Linked DNA regions of Mus musculus: region 1 is linked to region 2. The links are chromatin contacts, called in public Hi-C maps. All regions are on one chromosome and are shown on one strand. The core of a region is the stretch at or near the end of the contact, and the rest is flanking DNA. Distances in the headings are between cores, read along the strand shown. Region 1 holds the start of Orc2 (origin recognition complex, subunit 2). Region 2 holds the start of Hspd1 (heat shock protein 1 (chaperonin)).

What was found. Hi-C and Micro-C count contacts between places; a contact is called where the count stands out from the background.
Region 1: a Hi-C map of B cells shows a contact between it and region 2, with 6 read pairs. The contact joins the promoter of Orc2 here to the promoter of Hspd1 in region 2. A contact is called at or near these places in 2 of 39 promoter capture datasets (cranial neural crest and maxillary cranial neural crest) and 1 of 484 Hi-C or Micro-C datasets (B cells).

Annotation. Positions count from the first base shown.
Region 1 is chr1:58,501,678-58,506,876 of GRCm38.p6, reverse strand. Orc2 (origin recognition complex, subunit 2) reads left to right here and starts at 1,768. Exons shown (of 18, transcript NM_008765.3): 1 at 1,768-2,105; 2 at 4,987-5,035. Gm15834 (a long non-coding RNA gene) reads right to left here and starts at 1,761. Exons shown (of 4, transcript XR_865442.3): 1 at 1-1,761.
Region 2 is chr1:55,085,325-55,090,110 of GRCm38.p6, reverse strand. It overlaps Hspd1 (heat shock protein 1 (chaperonin)), which reads left to right and starts at 2,179. Exons shown (of 12, transcript NM_010477.4): 1 at 2,179-2,332; 2 at 3,170-3,345. The coding sequence starts at 3,172. Hspe1 (heat shock protein 1 (chaperonin 10)) reads right to left here and starts at 1,963. Exons shown (of 4, transcript NM_008303.4): 1 at 1,699-1,963; 2 at 896-1,060. The coding sequence starts at 1,701.

The sequences.
Region 1 (5,199 bases), core at 519-3,018, 3.4 Mb before region 2:
GAACAGGGCCTAGTGTATAAAATGGAGGTCTGGTTACAAGATGGAGTCTGTCTTGTCAAGTTGTGGCCCTTCAACAGTACCTGGCATGAATTCCCTCCTATTGATGAAACATAGTAAGTAATAACTTGGGTTATCTATAGGAAAATAGATTCTAATAGCATAGAGGGTAGGTATCTGCCCAGCTCTTGTGCTGTTTAAGGTTTATAAAGGTTGTGTGTATGTTTTATCCGGAAACTAAATGATCAAAGGTGGGTAGTAATTTGGGTCCGGATTAAATAATTTGTCCAACAAAAGTGAAATACGGATGTATGTAAAGTATCCTCACATTTCTCAATTGGAATCTTTAAACCAGTGGTTCTCAACCTGTGAAGTATAACCCCTTTGGCTAACCCCTATCTCCAGAAATATTTACATTTATGATTCATAACAGTAGTAAAATTACAGTTATGAAGTAGCAAAAAGAAACAAACAAAAACGTTATGATCAGGGGTTACCACAACATGAGGAAGTGTTAAAGGGTCCAGCATTAGAAGATTGAGAACCACTGTTCTAAACAGCTCCCAAAAAGTCTGACTCCATTTCTTCCTTCCCACTATTATATTCCACAGATAATCTTTCAATACAAATGTGGCCAGTCCCTTAAGTACCAACTTGTAATTCATAATATCTGACACTTTGACACTTTATTCATCTATTTTCATTTTGCTTTTCTTCCTAGAAAATTCAAATCAATTCAGGCCTTAGTTTTCATATCTCTTCCTTTAAGGAAAGTGTTCCTGATTCCTTCTGGTCTTATAATTATATAATCCTGTGCCCTGCTGTTAGGAACATAACTTAAAAATCATTCTCTGTAACTTGGAAACCATTTTGTATGACTTGAAATAACGCAATGCATGTGCAATAGAAGTTTGCCACCAGGTAGCTCTGATGAGACCTAGAAGCAAACCACCGGCAGGTCACCTGGAAGCCCAGTTACCAGCCTAGCCCCGGACGGTCCTTGATATGGTTAAAAACAAAAACCTAACCACAAGGTGGTGTTAAGATAGTGAACCAAACCCAAGTTGTGAGCTTGATTTTCAGAGCTCAATGAAATGATACAAAGGTTGGAACTTTGGGATTTGTGCTCTCTAGGCATCACATTTATAGCCAGTGTGTTTATATCCATTGGCAAGAATGAGTAAGTATTCAGCTGCCTTATTCTAGCACTTTCCCCAAGACTGTATGTTCAGTTTCTTCTCGTTCAATTACCCAGAAGCTCAGTTATTCAGAGGTGCCTCTACTTGAGTATTGTATTCTTACTGTTGGTTCTAAGTATGATAAGTTCGGAATAAGCGAATCCAAATGACGTAGTCCTGTTAGTAAACAAATATTTTCATGTATCCCAGCCAGATTCACTCGTTTTCCTTCTCATTTCCTCTGTATAAGCCCCCTTTTCGTGTCTTTATTTCATTAGTTGTATGGTCCTATTTTCTTGTTCATGCTCTGGCTCCGCCCTCCCTCAAACCCTTGAGATCCCTTTGCATCATATGCGAGCAGGTATTCGCTGTTCCTCAAGCGAATCCATCTTCATTATCTTTTTTTTTTTTTTTTTTTTTTCCTCAGAGCAGCTAGACTAACAATATTAAGATTGACATAAAACACCAACCAACCGTACAACCGGGGACGCTGCCCTTAACTTCCAGACAGCTAGCACACACTTGTCTCTCCAGAGATCCGGCGTGCTCCGCGCACGGTCCCTTCCCCCGGAAACGGAAACTGAAGAGATGAGGAAAGCCCGGGAACCCACTATTGGTTGGGGGATCTGTTTTCCGACTGAGCGAGGGCCTATGGCCCGAGTCAACGGGCTTGCGGCGCCGTCGCTCTGGGCGGCTCGGCTCCCCATTGGTTTCTTAGGGCACCGCCCACCGGCGGCCGGGGATTCAGTGTGCTGCGCGCAGCTCCCTTGCCCTGCTGGGCGCGCAGGTTCGGCTTGGACCGGTCGACTCTTTCCCTAGACGCTGGCCTCCCCGGGCCGTTCTGGGGTGTTCCGCGGCGGCGGGAGTCCTGGCTGGCGGCTCAAGTGAGCCTCGCGGCCGTTCTCCCTCCCGCCGGCTCGGACTCGAGAGGTGAGTCCCAGTGCGCCCTGCTGCAGCCGCGGCTCACTGCGCGCTTCCCCCGACACCCGTGGCCTTGCCGCTCGCCCACCATGGCGGGAGATGACGAGGCCGCCGGGCGCAGGCTGGAGGATGCTGGGGAGCAGCCCCCCTGGGTGAGAGGCGCTGTCTGCGAAAGCCAAGGCTGTCCTGTGGCGAGAAGTCTCCTGCACGGACCGTGCCTGCTTTCCGGCTAACCCGGCCCTTTATTTGAGAAGAGAATGAAAAGGAACTGTAACAAAAATGGCAGTGTTCTGCCAGAGGAGAAGGAACTCGGAGGGATGTAGCTCAAGGGATCGCGGGATGGAACGACTGCTGAAGTCTGTTCTGTTGTCCCGGCCGGGTGTCCCTAAAGGTCTCCTTGGGGCAGTGCTTGGTTTGAAAAATGTGTTTACTCCCAGAGGAAAGTGCATGGCTGCCAACACTTGGTGCTGCCTTGTAGTTAGTTGACTGTGAAGAGAATTGACCCTTTAGCCCTACAGATAATCACTATCCGTTATAGATGCTCCCTGTGGATATCTGCATTTCATTGGTTGATTATGGGCATGTGCATTCATGTGGATGTTGGTGCATATGTGCCGGTAGTGTGTGTTAATTTTAGATGTCTTTTTGGATCGTTCTTAACTGAGGCGGGGTCTTACTCTAACCGGGTCCTTGTTGGTTAACCAGCTTGCCTCGGGGAACCCCATTCTCCTCCTCCCCAGTTCTGAGTGCTCCTCAACTTTTAAATGACTACAAGGATCTCAGTTCCCATTCTGACGCTTGCAGGACACGTGCTTTTAGCCACTGAGCTGTCTAGTCAGCCTCCCAGATTGCAGTTTTCTTGTGTATCTGTTAGGTAGTGTTTTTCTGAGGAATTGCAGAAAAGAAGGGGACATTCTCTTAGGAGGTCTTGGTAGGAATTTCAGTTGAGGTGATTTTGTTTGTATTACATAAAATATCTTAAAAATCGGAGATGTTGTATAAATGCATTTGAGGCTGAACAGGCATACCCTGCCTTTTTGACATTTGGATACCTTGTTGCTGTCATTTACAAAGTTCGTGGCTGAGAATATCACAATACAGTTACAGAAAATTTTGCAAAAACCACTCATAATGTTTAAGCACGTTTACAACAAGGATTCGTGGCTATCCTTGACTATATAGGGCTGCTCACCTAGTGATTAAAATACTAGATCTGGGAATGGGGCATAGCTATGATCCCACTACTCTTAAAACTGAGGCTGCTAAGTCATGAGTTCAAAGCTGGCTTGTATTATAAAGTAAGACCTTCACAATAGTAAACTAAGGGACTAGGGGTGTAATACAGTTGATGAAGTGCTTGGTTTAGCACACTGGAAGCCCACAGCTCCACCCCAGCACTGCATATGCTAATGATAGTGATACAGGCCTGTAACCTATCTAGCACATGGGAGGTGGGGGCATAATCAGAAGTTCAAAGTTATCTTTGGCTACATGGTTGGAGACCAGTCTGGGACTCATGAGATAATTGTTACACACACACACACACACACACACACAAAGTAAAAGAAAATGTAACAGGTATTAGAGAGATGGCTCAGTTGGTAAAGTGCTTGCCTTGCAAGCATGAGAACCTGAGTTCAATCCCTAGAACCTACATTTAAAAAAAAAAATGGTGGCAGGGAGCTTGCCGTCTTAGGGAGGCAGAGACAGGCGGTTCCCAGGGCTTGCTGGTCAACCAGCCTAGTCTACAAGTCCATGGCTATTGAGAGACCCTGTCTCAAAAAATAAGACAACTGACTCCCGAGGTTGTCCTCTGACCTCTGCACTTACAAGTACACAATAAACCCCCTTAGGGAAATGGCCTGTGATAATATTTAGTTACCTAGAATATTTTTATGAGTCCTTGAAAATTCACTCTCAAGAATTATTTATCTTTTACTAATGAAAATTAGATAATAATATTCTCTGTAGTCTGACCCTCCCCCACACTTTCTCTCCTCTCATTGCCTGGAAGTTCAAAGCTATATGTTTTGTTTTGTGATGACATGTTATAAGTAGTTTTCAGAGAGGGTAAGATTCTTATCCAGTGGCAGGAAGTACTTTACAAGATAAATGAAAAAGGAACAAGCTATATAATCGACTGATCAGGAATTTAAGAATCAGTCAAAACTGGGTCTCTAAATTGTGTGAGTTTTGGTGAATCATTCAATATTTAACCAACAAGTTTACTTATTTATAAAGTAGAGTAATAGCACACATACACAAAAATGTACTTGAATCATACTTGGTTTCTGGGGTATCTAAAGGTGCCTGGTATAGTATCTTACATAATGTATTAAAACAACAAAAACTCTGTTTTTCAAGTGTAAATTGTTAAGTTTCTTCATATAGGTATCATATAGATGTATTACACATTTTGTCTAATATACTCAAATTATTTATGAAATGACCCAAGAAGGGTATGGTTTGCTAGATATGGTTCTGACTCTGTGAGTGAAATAGTTATTATTTTTCCCCACAAAATATAACCTCTTAGAGCTCCCAAGGTTAAATGAGAATACATGTAAAGAGCTAGGTTTGGTGGCACTTTTAATTCCAGCACTTGAGAGGCAAAAGCAGAAGTTTGAACTTGGCTACATAACAACACTACAGCAGAAAACAAAATTCATAGTGAGTGCTTAGCTTTCTCCTCTAACCTGCTTCTTACCAGTCTAGACAGTTTTCTCAGTGTGACGTTCTTTAGCCTATTACTTTTTTGTTCTCTTCTTGCCACCATAGCAGCTTTAGCTTCTTGAGGATAATTATCTACACATCATGCTGTTAGTTAAAACTCTTCACTTTGGGAGGGGTGCTTTCCTTCACCTACTAGCTGATCTTGACTGACTTCTAGTTACAGGTCACTGGATGTTCAAGCTGCAGAATGCATAGCACCTTACAAGGTAAAAGAAAAAGCCATTTAATTATGCTGGTTATTAAACAAAAATTTAGCAATATGATCTGTGTAATAAGTAAGTTGTAAAAGATAACCATTAGGTTTTTGGTGTTTGTTTTGGGGGGTTATTTGTTTTTGTTCTGTTTTTCTGAAGGAAAGGTAAAAATAGGA
Region 2 (4,786 bases), core at 930-3,429:
CAATGGTGTAAGATTAAAACTATTTCAGTGTCTGGGCTCCCCCACCCCTGCCACTTCACCCTTTCTTTTTGGGGAAGGGAGAGGGAGACAGGGTCTATATCAAAATTGACAGGCCATCAATTCCGGATCCTTCTACCTCAGCACTATACCCTTCTCCCAACCTGTGCTTAGAATTAGTTCTGTGCCTTATTAATAAATACCTCCTTCAGCTCTGAAATGGCCGTGGGGGTTTATCTACTTGCGCGATCTTTTTGTCTATTTAAAATTTGAAGAACAGGATATAAAATAGCTACAGAGGTTATTTCATATTGTAAGATTTTGTTTTACTTTTTTGGGACATGGTCTCATCCTGTACCTCCTGCTGGCCTAAAAAGATTCTACAGTCCACCTGCCTTAGGCTCCAAAGAACCTGGGCCACAGGCATGAGCCACCATCAAGGCAGGCACTTTTCAGCCTCTAGAGCTTGGGGCACTGCAGAGTTAGCTCAGTGGGTAAACAGGTAAGTAGACTTGCTATGAAAGTAGGGGAGCCCAAACCAGGATCCTAAAACTAGAGTAAAAAGGCTGTAACCCGCAACATGTTGAGGCCCAGAAACCAGACTAGTCAACACTTTACCCCAAAGGAGTAAGGTGGAGATGCCCCTGCTACACAGCATATAGACATGTGCAAACACGTCACACAAATACCTTTTGCCTTTCTTCAGAAACATAAAATAATTCTAAAACAATATAAAACAGTCATTTTCCTGAATGGGAGGTTCTTTGTGAATTGAAATTTGACTTGAAATTCTTCCCCCCAAAAATGCCATTGTAATTCATTTTTTTAATTACCAAAGGAATTCCCCTCCTTCCACATCACACTGGAATTCAGTACCACTCCAGGGGCACCAGTTTACCTTTCCTTTCCCTCCTGACCCCACAGCCACGACCGTTGCTTGCAACACTTTTCCTTGAGACTTTTCTGGAAGCATAATGCCACCTTTGGTTACAGTTTCGGCAGCACTCCTTTCAACCAATACTCTGTCAAAGAGCGGAAGAAACTTCCTAAAAGCTTGTCCAGCCTGTGGAGAGAAATGTGATCAAACAGAGTGTAAGTTCGAAGTGTCAGAACACGAACAGTTAAGACCACCGCAAGCCTTAACTCTCAACAGGTCAAAACTGACCTGTTCCAAAAAGGACAAGAAAATTCAAGTGTACTTTTAGAATATACTCAGTGTTCCACTCTATATAGGACAAACTGAGTTTCATTTCCCTGTCTGGTGTGTGTGTGTGTGTGGTGGTGGTGGTGGGGGGGGGTCTTCATTACTAATCAGCAATCGCCACCTTGATCTATTCCAAGGTCAAACATTTCTTTAATTTTTTTAAAAATTCGAATAACGGGGGAGTGGCGTCACTTTTCGAGCCTGGATCTTAGTCTTTCTCCAACATAGGACACATCCACTGAAGCCCTGCCAGGGCAGGTGGGCTTCTGCGTGTGCATCGGGTTCCCGCCCCCTGCCCCAGACGCTTTGTCGCACACGTGCGTGCGGCAAAGCCATGGTGGAGAGAGAAATGGCCTCGCTTCTGCAGAGCCATGGGCGGACACCGGACACTGACCAGACCCCGGACCCCTGTCCTATTAGTCCCAAAGCGCACAAGGGTTCGCCGTGGGCCGCAGGCCGAACTGGACCCGCAGGCCTGCCAACCACGAGACACTCACCATGACTCTCGCCTTCGCCGCCACCACCGCAGCTCCGGACTCTGAACTCGGGCCGCTGCTGCAAGGAGAGTCCTGCTGGCCGGCTGGGACACGTGAAAAGGCCGCGCAGCGCGCAGGCGCACTCAGCCCCCCGAGCGTGAGAGGGGGCGGCCACGCCGACGCGCGCGCCGATTGGTGGCGAGGGCTCCGCGCAAGGGGGCCGACGCGGGCGGCCGGAGGCGGAAGAAAAGGGGAGCACTTTCTAGGCTTTTCCAGGCCGGCCGCCGAGGTGAAAGAACGAGCCCCCCTCCCGGAAATGACGCCACTTGACCTTTCACCCACGGGACGCGCGGGGCCTTCCGGAAGGTTCTAGAACGGACCGTGGCCCAGGAACCAGCGTAGGGCGGCGGGAGAGGGCTGAGGCCGCAGAGCTGAGGCGGCTCTGGTACGGAGGGCGGGGCCGCGCGCGCCGCATGCAGATTGCAGGGCCCCGGCGTGGGAGAGAGCGGGGGGCGCGCGCGCGCACACGCGGGGCCGCGGGGCGGGGCGGGGAGGGAGGGGACTCGGGCTCATTGCGGTGCGCGCCCAGAGCTGGGTCCCTCACTCGCCGCAGACGGCCTGCCTCGCCTCGTGCTCTCCTGCCGCCGCCCCGCAGGTACGCGGCCTCGGCGTGCAGGGCGCCCCGGCGCTCGCGGGGGGCTGCTTGCAGCGCGGACCGAGCACGGAGGACTAGGGGGAGAAGTCTGGCAGCGACGCCGCAGGCTCGGCTCACTTGTCCAGGCCCAGCGGGGCCACGCTGGTTTCATCACGTGTGGCGGGGACCACGCGATCCAGGCCGAGCGCCGGAGCAAGGGCGGGCTAGGGTGGAAGCAACTTGGGCCCTCTGGTGCCACCTGCGCCTGGCGCACTGCAGGACTCTGTGGGAGGGTGGTCGGGGTCCTTTAGTCCCCGGTGGCCGCGGCGGTCCGGTGTTCACTTTGACCTTGCTCGGGGCTCCTGGTCGGGAAGACACGTGGGGCCGCGAGGCTGGACTGACCTACTGTCTTTTCCTCCGGCCTTGCTAGCTGCTGTGTTACCGTAGCTTCGGGTGGATACCTGGCGACACACTCAGAGGGTTTTGCACCGTCATGAGTACTTCTGTAGTTCTCTAGGCAATTGCATTTAGAACCTGCCTTGCTTGCACCAACTTGATTTTTTTCCTTTGGACACTTTTCGGAGTGGATCTGCTCCCAAGGCCGCTTTGGCAGTGAAAGATTAACTTGAGAGGGCAGAGTGGGTGGCCATGGGGATGTGGTTTTCTGTGCTTTGTGCTTATGCTGTTGGTCAGGCTTGGGGTCAGCCTCCATGATCAGTTGGCTAGCAGATTATGCCCTGAATCTGCAGCGCCCAGGCATGGTGGTTAGCAGAGGACAGCCCAGCTCCAATCTAGCCTCCCATGTTTTGAAGCACCGTTGGACAAGTTTGTAGTGATTTTTCTTTTTTCCTTCCCCAGAAATGCTTCGACTACCCACAGTCCTTCGCCAGATGAGACCAGTGTCCCGGGCACTGGCTCCTCATCTCACTCGGGCCTATGCCAAAGATGTAAAATTTGGTGCGGACGCTCGAGCCTTAATGCTTCAAGGTGTAGACCTTTTAGCAGATGCTGTAGCTGTTACAATGGGGCCAAAGGTACCAGTATACTTAAATGGTGTTAAAGAATATAGTAGCTGCAAGACAGCAATTTGTTATCAAGTTTTGTGAAAAATCTAATTTGCATGTGGTACAACTTAGTGGTCTAGAGGTGTTATTTAGTCAGGAGGTCTATTGGTCATTCTACCACCATGGTGTCCTTACTACTGCTCCAGGCGATTTGGGGGACTTTTGTACATTGTGATGTAATAGAGTAGTAATATCTCAAGGAGGATTTTCAAACTATAGTCATGATTTTGTGCATGCTTGCATTAAATTTTGGATCTCGTCCCAGTAGTTAGAGGGTATAGAGGGGAAAGTACAACTTAAGTCTAATAATACCTCAAAGTATATAGCTGTAATGTGAGAGTTCACTCATTGTGCTGAAATACTCCAACACATAAGGCAAAATGCACTAGCATAGAATCATTGGTTTCTGTGTTTTTTGTTTTGTTTTTTTAAGTAACTAAACCTTTTTTTTTCAAGATTTATTTATTATATGTAAGTACACTGTAGCTGTTTTCAGGCACACCAGAAGAGGGTGTCAGATCTCATTACGGGTGGTTGTGAGCCACCATGTGGTTGCTGGGATTTGAAGGTTGCTGGGACCTTCGGAAGAGCAGTCAGTGCTCTTACCCGCTGAGCCATCTTTACAAACTTTACTTTATGGGCTTTGTTGTTTGGGGGTTTTGTTTTTAAGACAGCATTTCTCCGGTAGCCTAGACTGTCCTGAGACTCAGAGCGATCCATCCACCAGCTTCTGCAACACATATCACCAGACTGTTTTCACTTGCCCTTGGGAGAAAACCTTTGTGGTCTTCCATTCGTCCCTTCATTGTACACCTCGTGATTGCTACAATTTTCACATTGCAAAAAAATTGTCCAGTTTTTGCTTTTGAGAGAGTCTCACTAGCTTAGTCTGAGTTCTAACTCCCTTGTGGCAAGGCTGTCCTTGAACAACTTACATCTCAAGTGTAGGAATTCAGTATTATACTCACAGGGTCTCTAACCATAGCTGGCCAAGTCAGCCTTGAACTCAGAGCAGTGCTAAGATCAGAGGTTGTGATCACACATTTGTGTGGCTGAATAGGGAGCTATAGTACTTTGAGGACACCATTGGATGTGGTGCACAGTCATTTTAAATTAATGCTAAACTGGTCTAAAGAGCTGCATAATCCCAACACTCAGGAGGCTTAGGCTGGTAGTTCTCTAAGTTTCAGGAAAGCATGGCAACAATAGAAATCCTGTCTTGAAAAACAAAACAACAAAAAAACCTGCATCTTTTTTTTTTTTCTCGTATTTTCCTCAATTACATTTCCAATGCTATCCCAAAAGTCTTCCACACATGCACCCCCCCCCCCAAAACCTGCATCTTTAAGAACTGTTTACATAGCTCAAGACAATAGAAGTTTGGTTCAAATCCAAAAGTTGCCAATACTTG